2 separate regions of the Mus musculus genome follow, and region 1 is linked to region 2. A link is a contact called in public promoter capture Hi-C data. All regions are on one chromosome and are shown on one strand. Each heading gives the region's core, a stretch centred on a gene start, on an enhancer-like site or on the middle of the called end of the contact. The rest is flanking DNA. Distances are from core to core; before and after follow the strand shown. Region 1 holds the start of Hace1 (HECT domain and ankyrin repeat containing, E3 ubiquitin protein ligase 1). Region 2 holds the start of Popdc3 (popeye domain containing 3).

The links. Promoter capture Hi-C pulls out the DNA fragments that hold promoters and counts their contacts.
Region 1: a contact with region 2 is called in a promoter capture Hi-C map of cranial neural crest. The contact joins the promoter of Hace1 here to the promoter of Popdc3 in region 2.

Annotation. Positions count from the first base shown.
Region 1 is chr10:45,574,834-45,579,277 of GRCm38.p6, forward strand. It overlaps Hace1 (HECT domain and ankyrin repeat containing, E3 ubiquitin protein ligase 1), which reads left to right and starts at 2,996. Exons shown (of 24, transcript NM_172473.3): 1 at 2,996-3,317. The coding sequence starts at 3,242.
Region 2 is chr10:45,286,637-45,291,184 of GRCm38.p6, forward strand. Popdc3 (popeye domain containing 3) reads left to right here and starts at 2,669. Exons shown (of 4, transcript NM_024286.1): 1 at 2,669-2,939. It overlaps Gm15934 (predicted gene 15934), which reads right to left and starts at 2,780. Exons shown (of 2, transcript NR_155869.1): 1 at 2,587-2,780; 2 at 675-997.

The DNA.
Region 1 (4,444 bases), core at 1,746-4,245, 290 kb after region 2:
TATGTATACTCACTGCCTTTGTGTCTAGTGCTCATGGAATGTGCTGAATCCCCTGTAAGTGAAGTCATGGATGATTGTGAACCACCACGTGATTCTGTGTACTGAGTCTAGGTTTTCTGCAAGGGTAGCCAGGGACTCTGAAGCACCAAGCCTTCTATCCTTTAATATGCGTGTGTGTGTGTGTGTGTGTGTGTGTGTGTAATGAAAACCAAGTCCTGGGTCTTGAGCATTCTAAGCTAATGAACGCACCACAGGAAGCTGACATGTTGGATGTTTTAAGGAGGACACAGAGCCAGAACATTCTCACTTGATACCAGGTTGCAAAGTTTGAGCACCACCTTGGTTGGCCTATTGCCTTTGTCCTTCCTTTGAAGCTTTGGGTTTTCTAAACCTGCCAGACAGGTTTGGGTCTCATCCAAACTAACTGGTTAAGTAAAGATGATGAAGCTCTGCCTTGAGCCTGTAGCACAAGTGACTGTCACATGTAGGCTGGAATTGATTAGAACCTCCCTGGGAAGGGACACCAATGCCAGCCACCCTCTTCCTCTTTAGACTCTGCACAAAGGTCAGAGAGTATCTCTTTCTAAAAAGGAGGTGATCAGGCAAGATTTGTTCTTACACTGATGAACTCACTGCAAGGGAAGCTTTGCCTCTTTGAGAGACAAGGTGAGAATCTCCATTCCTTTGTTCCTCACGCACTCCAGCATCTCTCAGCGCTGGTGATGATAGACGAGAGAGGCCTCCTCCCTTAATTTTTCATTTTCAGTCGTCATTCTTATGTTCACCACAGATTGGATTGATTCACACTTCAGATTTTTAAATGTTTGCCTGTTTGAAGTCTTGATTTATTACTTTTATTGTATGGGTGAGTGCTCTGTTTGCTGGTAAGTGTACAATGTGCATGCAATGCCTGCAGAAGCCAGAGGAGATCATCTGAGTGTCCGGAACTAGACTAAGGACAGTTAAGTCACTAGGTGGGCTTTGGAGAGCAAACCTGGGTCCTCTGCAATAGCAAGCACCAGTGCTCTTGATTGCTGAGCCAGCTCTTCAGCCCCTTAAACTATTTTAAAAAGATAATTAAAAAATGATTTATTTATTTATAAGTACACTGTAGCTGTCTTCAGACACACCAGAAGAGGGCACGAGGTCTCATTACAGATGGCGTGAGCCACCATGTGGTTGCTGGGATTTGAACTCAGGACCTTCGGAAGAGCATTCAGTGCTTTTAACCACTGAGCCATCTCTCCAGGCCCAGATATTTTATTCTTGATTCTGTGTTCTCTGCATGGGTATGGACACCAAAGTATGTTTGATTCCCTAGAGCTGGACTATATTAGATTTGGGGTACCAGGTGGGGTACCAGGTGGGTGCTGGGGACCAAACTTTGCAAGAGTAGAACATGCTTTTTACCTCTGACCCACCTTTCCAGTCCCTGAAAAAAAATATATATTTTAAGTTTTTATGTGTTTGCCTGCTTATATGTCTGTGCACCATTTGTATGCAGTGCCTGGAGGCCAGAGTAGAGCATCAGATCTCCTGGAACTGGCATTACAGATGGCCCTGTGCTACTATGTGGAAAGCAAATCTGGTTATCTGGAAAAGTAGCCAGTGCTTTTAGCTGTAGAGCCATTGTTCTAATTCCAACTTAAATTTTATTAAACCATTTTTGTCATAATTGAGGTTTTGTGTCTACCAGGTGTGGTAGTGAGTGTGGGACAAAAGGGTTAAGAAAACCCACCAGTCCCTGAACAAGAAAACCCACTAATCTCTGAAGAGCAAAACCCACCAACCCCTGCGCTCACCCAAGCTTGGCTTGGAAAGCTCCACCTCCAAGCCCCAACAATCCTATATAAGATAAATATATAAGCCTATATAAGCCCTGCCTTCTGCTCAGTTCCCTGCTGCTTTTCATCGGAGCAGTGGCAGCCACTCTCTTGGGTTTTGCCTTTCTACTAAACCTCTTGTGTGAGGTCTTGTGTGTGATGTGACTTTGTGGTATTCTTTGGCTCTGGATTGCCAGGATCCCTCTCTAGTAAAGATGTAACCCTTTCACTGGAGCATCCTCTCCTGGAGCAGAGAGCTGTTACACTTGTATTGGGAAAACTCCCCCCTCCTGCAGCCCGGAGCAGAGCTGTAACACTTGTGAAGGGGAAGTCTTTCCCTTCAGGGCTGCAGTACAGATCCTAGCCCTGGGGAGGTAGAGACAAAGAATGTAGTCATTTTAGCTACACATCAAATGCAAAGCTAGCCTGGGCTACATGTAGTAGGCTCAAAGCTCATACCTCCATCATCTTAAAACGGGGCTCCATTGTGTGTGCTGGCTAACCTCAAACTCAGGACCCATCTGCCTCTGCTTCTTGAGTGCTGGGAATAACCTGTATGTATTATCATGCCCAGCTTTGAAGTCTTTGATTCGCCCACTGGGGCCTGTCATGGGAACTGAGATTGCATTTTACCAAATTAACATTTGTTTTTCCTGTTTGTCACTTAGATTTTCCTCAAAGTTTGGAGTTGGCATCATTTTCTGTGCTAAGTACAGGGATATATATGACGGGGCATACGATAGAGCTGTGTCCTTGTTCTTAGAAATGTACTCAGCAAGAGAAACAAGGCATTGTTAAGTCACAATAAAGGAAAAAAAAACCTACAATTTTGCTTTCGAACTTGAGTTTTATTACTGTTCAAAATTTAATTTGTAAGCAGGATAGTTAAGGCATTTGTTTATAGAAAAGTACATCTGTTTTAGCTTGGTGGTGATGAATTTAGGAATAACTGAAATTCTCTAATCTGCTTTACTGGGGTGTGTTAGAACCGAGGGAGGATGCTCTTATACAACTTTGGAGGGAAGAACGTGAGGGCGCGTGAAAGCCCACAAAGTATTTCCACAAATTGCTCAGTCTAACCTACAGATCACCACATAGATGCCATAGAGGCGTGGCTCCGTCGGGGAGTGCGGCCCAGCCAGCTCGAAACTACAGTTCCCAGAAGGCTTCGCGAGCCCAGGAGGGAAGCGGGGCCGCGGCAGGAAAGGCGCGAGCGAGCGGAGGCGGCGGCTGGTGCCCACCCCAGCGCGGTCTGGTTGGCAGCCGTCGGTGCGGCGGACTGACTCGGCTTAGCATCCTAGCGTTCCTGGGCGCCGGCCGCAGCGAGCTCGCTCCTTCTCCCGGCCTGTGCGGGGATGTAGGGCGCGGGTCGCGGAGGCCGCGGGCGCGGCGGGGGCTTCGCGGAGGCCGCGCCGAGGATGGAGAGAGCGATGGAGCAGCTCAACCGTCTGACGCGCTCGCTGCGCCGCGCGCGCACCGTGGAGCTGCCCGAGGGTGAGGCGCCCGGAGAACGCGCGCTGCACTTTTCCGAGGCTGGCGGGCGGGGGGAGTCGGCGGGAGGCGCGGGGGCGCGGCCGGCGGGGGCTGGGGCTGGGGCGGGGACGGGGACCGGGGACGGGGACGGGCTGTCCGGTGGGGTTCGGTCCGAGCGGAAATGCGTTCCGCGGGGTCCGGGCCCCGCACTGGGAAAGGGTGCGGTGGCGCCTCGCACGGGCTCGGGCTGGGGACGTGCTGGGTTTGCTTAAGCTACAGAGTGAGGTAGGCGGGCTAGGATTTATTTGAAATGCGGGGCGCCTCGGTTTTGGCACTAGACAAAGGTTGGCAGCCACCAGACAGGTGTGTTTGTGCAGCTCTGTTGGTGTAGCAGGCATTCCTGCTGTAGCTTGCCTGCCTCCATCGTTTAGTCCTGCAGACTTGGGTTGAGTGGGCTGGGTGAGAACTCTGTGTGTGTGTGTGTGTGTGTGTGTGTGTGTGAATTGTGGGCTGGGTGAGAACTCTGTGTGTGTGTGTGTGTGTGTGTGTGTGTGTGTGAATTCACACCGGAATAAAAGCTCTGTTTCGAACTTTTGCTTTGGCAAACTCCAAATAGAGGAGGTGGGGCGGGGCTGGGGGCGTTGTTTGATGCCTTGTGAAGTCAGACTAATTTTAGTGGCGGTGAGACAAGGCAGTCAGGTTTGTAACCCAGGCTGGCTGCAAACTTTAGAGCCTCCTGCCTCAGCCTTCCAAGAATTTGGATTCTAGGCATTCGCCTACCTTGCTCTGCTCAGTTTGCTTTATTCCACCTCCCCCCCCGCCCCCCCACCAACTTCGTTTTAGTTAGCTAAGGAGAGTGATGAAAAGAAATGTGGAGTTTGTGAGTTTGGGGATACTTTTTTTTTTTTTTTTGAAAAGTTTTATTCTTTATGATTCTGAGTAGAGAAAATTTGTGGCAACTGTTTCTGAGTATATATATATATATATATATATATATATATTAATTTGTTACTTTCCTAGACTGAAACAATTTAGAACAATCTAGTTTTAGGAAGTAAACGTCAGCTTCAACTTTTTCTTTATTTCCTCTGTGAATCTTTTCACTAGGGGCTGCTTTCACATATTTCCTGATGTCATGCTATCTATTG
Region 2 (4,548 bases), core at 1,419-3,918:
ACGCCTGCTCACCACAGGATGTCATGGCCATTTTCTTCACCAAGCCAGAAAGGATGGTCTCTACAGAAAGTCTGATGGCTAAAGGGAGCCTTTTATGACAGATTGTGGTCACAGTAGTGGCATCTGTGAGTCAGCTCTGCCACTGTTTAGAAGCAAGCCACAGGTGTTATCATGCAGTACATCCTTGGACAGCCAGAAACTCCTGGACAGACAGACAGCTCCTGGACCAAGAGACAAGACACATCATCTCTAGACAATAGCACCACTCCTGTGTCCATTGCCATGACACCCACTGTACATCCTTTTGCGCATGCGTCACGGTCCAGGTAAAAGACCTGTACTCTTGGTGCACCCAGCACTTGGGAGGCAGAGGCAGGCAGATTTCTGAGATCAAGGCCAGCCTGGTCTACAGAGTGAGTTCCAGAACAGCCAGGACTACACAGAGAAACCCTGTCTTGAAAAACAAACAAACAAACAAACAAACAAAAGACCTGTACTCCAAGCCACAGCCCCCTTTTCTCTTTTTCCCTCTCATCCCCTTGGAGGCTCCTCTACCAATAAAACTTCCTACGGGAGTCCGGCAGCGTGGTGGACCTCCAGGATTGTGCCGCTTATTCTAACAGCAGGTCCCACCTGCACTCCAGAAGAAACATAGAACATAGTAGCCACCAGAATCTGTCACACAGCATAACTTTATTGCTTCTAAGCTTTCAAACTTAACATTATGAATATAATCCCAGCAATTTCAAACACAGGACGCTCATACAATCGAGCACAAATCCAGAATGCATCTGACATAAACTTTCATGGCTTTCTTACTTCTCTAGCCTTCTTTCTTTTCTCCAGATAAATTTGAACACTGGAGCAAATTCCAAAGTGGTGAGTGGGAACAAAGGCCGGGAAGTCAAATGGTTTCCAGCCGTCCATGGTACAGAAACTGGGATGCTTGGCCTTTGTTCTTGTCATCTCTAGTCTTGGTTTCGTGGTCGTTCTGAGGCTTAAAACGGATTCCGATTACTCAATAAATAATGTTTGTCATGGGGACCAAAAAGATGGCCCAGATTGGCCCAGATGGCCAAGCTTGATGATCCACGTTGGATCCGCAGAACCCATGAAAAGGTGGAATAAGAGGAACCTCTTACACAAAGTTGTCCTCTGTCCTCCAGTCCCCTCTGCACAGCAGACACATAAACAGTGATAATACATGTTTTTAAAACTAGAAAAATGAGCTGAGTGTGATGTACACTCCTTGAATCCCAGCACTGGGGAGGCAGAGGCAGAGGCAGAGGCAGAGGCAGAGGCAGAGGCAGAGGCAGAGGCAGAGGCAGAGGCAGAGGCAGAGGCAGAGGCAGAGGCAGAGGCAGAGGCAGAGGCAGAGGCAGAGGCAGAGGCAGAGGCAGAGGCAGAGGCAGAGGCAGAGGCAGAGGCAGAGGCAGAGGCAGAGGCAGAGGCAGAGGCAGAGGCAGAGGCAGAGGCAGAGAGGCAGAGGCAGAGAGGCAGAGGCAGGTGGATCCCTTTGAGTTTGTGGCCAGTCTAAACCATATAGTGAGTTTCAGAACAGCCAGGGCTGTGTGGAGGGACCCAGTCTCAAAACAAGAAAGCAAGCAAACAAACAAACAAACAAAGTAACTACTAAATCAATCAAACAAACAAACAAATAAACAAATTAACTAACTAATAAAATAAATTACCTAATAAAACAAATAAAAAACACGAGAAAAAAAAATGTCCTTCTTGGAGTCATCTCTACCAGAATGGTTATATAAAATGAAAATCAGCAAAAAGGATGGCACTGAAATCTTTAAGTTGTGTGTCTCATTTTTCCTCCTTTGGTCAGGTCCAAAGGAAACTCAGAGTTAACTGCGGTGCTATTAGCATATCAAAGCACTGTCTCCACCTTGCAAGTACCTGCTAGCATCCTGGCTAGTCTCAGCTCTTCTCACCCCACCCTCCACCCTAAACTTCTTTACCCCTGCTTTCCTTCGCCCAGCTGCGTGTTCCTACAGGATCCTGACATTTTGGTCGTTCCTTCTCTTGGCTTTTAGCTCTCCGCGATCTTTATCTACGTCTTCTCTGTCTTCTCTTCTTCTCTTCCTCACCCCCACCCCATGTGCCACCTTCGCATGGCCTGGTTCAGTCTGTGGCTCATATTCAGTGTTCTACAAACTCTCCCTGTTCTAGACTCTTTCAGATGCCTCGGGCTATACTCCCGCTAGTATCTACAGTAAAAACCTCCTCAAACACGACTTGGAAAGGTCATGCCCGTATTTATTCACAGTTACCACGTAGTTTGGTCTACTGAAGAAAATAAAAACCTCATAGAGGCAAAAATGCATGTGACACTTGCTTTAAATTGCCCCTCCCCCCCTTTTTCCTATTATTTGAACTTATGTGGCATTTGTGTTTTGTCTTTTATGATCTATGTCCTTTATCTTTTTTTTCCCCCTTTAACCAACCTATTTACTCACAAATAAACACTGCCCCTTTTCTGCCCAGTACACATATATATCCCACACCTCTCTGGTGATTTTTCTTGTCTGTGGCCGGGTGAGAAGGCAGATAGTTGCTTCCCGTGCTGGTGCTCACCTCCATCACTCTCCACCAAGGGTAGCCCAGGGTCTGGGCCGAAGACTGGTTACCATGAGTCTTTACCAACTTAGAGCCTCGCGAGTTCCGCACCCTGCTGGCACCCGCTGGCTGCCCGCCTGCCTCGGAGCGCGCGCCCGAGCCCGTCCCCGCCGCTGGGAGCGGCTCTGATCGGCTGCGCCCTGCTTGAGCGGGCGCGGGAGGACGCGTCCGGGATCCCGGCGGGTGCGGGCGGGCAGCGGGGCGAGAGCGGTTCGGACCGTGGGTTTTCGAGTCACCAGAGCCGCCTGCCACTGCTCACTCGGCTGGAAAGTTCTACGGGCTCCATCGGGAGCGTCGTGAAGGCCGGGAAGGTAAGCTGAGAGCCGCGCGGGAGTGGCAGCCCAGCAACTTCGCAGGGCTGCCCGGACCGGGAACGGGGAAAGGCTCAGACCCCCGTTGCGCGTCCCCTCTGTGCGCGCCCTGGAGCCCGGTGCGCGCCGCGTGGCTTGCAGCTCCCCTAGGGATCGCGGGAGAGCGAGCGGTCCTCCCCCCAACGAAGCTGCCAGACCAGTGCTCCAGAACCTTCGCGGCGCCCTAGGCACCTGGTGCCCCAAGGAAAATATTTCGAGAGGAAAAGCAGATCCTGGGGCCCTGGCAGGTGTGCGTTTCACCATGGGCGAGTCATGCCCTGTAACACTTTCCTTTCCAAGACTAAGACCCCAACTGGGGTCTGTGCAGTTAGGGCGTGTGGTAGGTGCTGGGGTCAAAGGGCAGCTAGACTCTGACCTGCTTTCTGTACTTGGAGATCCCCTTGCCAGAGAAAGAACGACATTTATACACCCCACATGTCATCTCATCATCAAGATTGGTTTTAGCGGTTTAGTTTTGAGAGTCTGTATTGTAGGAAAGGATCAAAGACAGTGTCAAAATGCAGTACAAAGATCGAGGGGGAGAAATTTCAGCCAGGTAACATCTGGGGAAAGTGAAAAAGAAAAAAAGAAAAAGAAAAAAATACTAAAAGGATAAACATTTAATAAATTAATGGAAAGTAGGTTTAGAATCCCACTTTTAAAAGAAAATTGAATCAAAAATAACAAAATTACCCACCCTCCTGATGTTTCTGTTTCAATTTGCACGCTTGCAAAAGTGCAATTAAACTTAGTGACAGCCTTGGAAAAAGTATTATTGGTGCCTGTTGTTGTTGCCTTTTGTGACTATTTTGTTTCCCTGCTCATTTTTTAATTCTAAAATCTATTGCACGAAATATTTATTCTAAGCTAGTACAGTAATTAGGTGTTGTCCTTCATGGTAGAAAACAACAGCAACAGAGCTATAGACACAAACAAAAAAAATGGACCTCAGTTTCCCCATTTGCAAAAATAAAGGGATTAATTGGTTCCAGTTTCCAAATAACCCGAGGTTCTTCTGTCCTGGAAAATCTGTGTGTGGTCTTCAATAGTTTGAGATACTAAGCCAAACTGAAATCTAAAGCATTCTCTGTTGTCAAAACTTTATGGTTAAACAGGAGGCATTCAATAGTTAAGCTTATTAATCCAATTAGTTTTTCAAAATAGCTGAATCATTGTGTAGCCTGTGCTTGAGAATGCTTTCGTTCGTTCTATGCTGTTGATGTCACAGGAAGCCAAGATCCCAGAGTACAATCTTCAAGGCTCACGTGGACAGCTACAGCCCCTCTGTCTGCTCTTTCTGACCAGGAGAATCTGGAAGCATTCGCTATGATGTGTAACAAAGCAGATTTCAAAACTGCTTTGGAAAATGTCTATGATGGATATGCAAACCTGTTGAGGGTTTTTTTTTTTTTTTTTGTAATTATACTGTTCAGCTAGGGTTATGAGTGATACAGAGTTTGATTGAATTTACCTGTGGAAAAGAGGAACATATTAAATTACTAATTACATTTTTTAAAGGAAAGAGGGAAAAATCCTCCTTTATCTAAGTATAGAAATTGGGTAAAATATG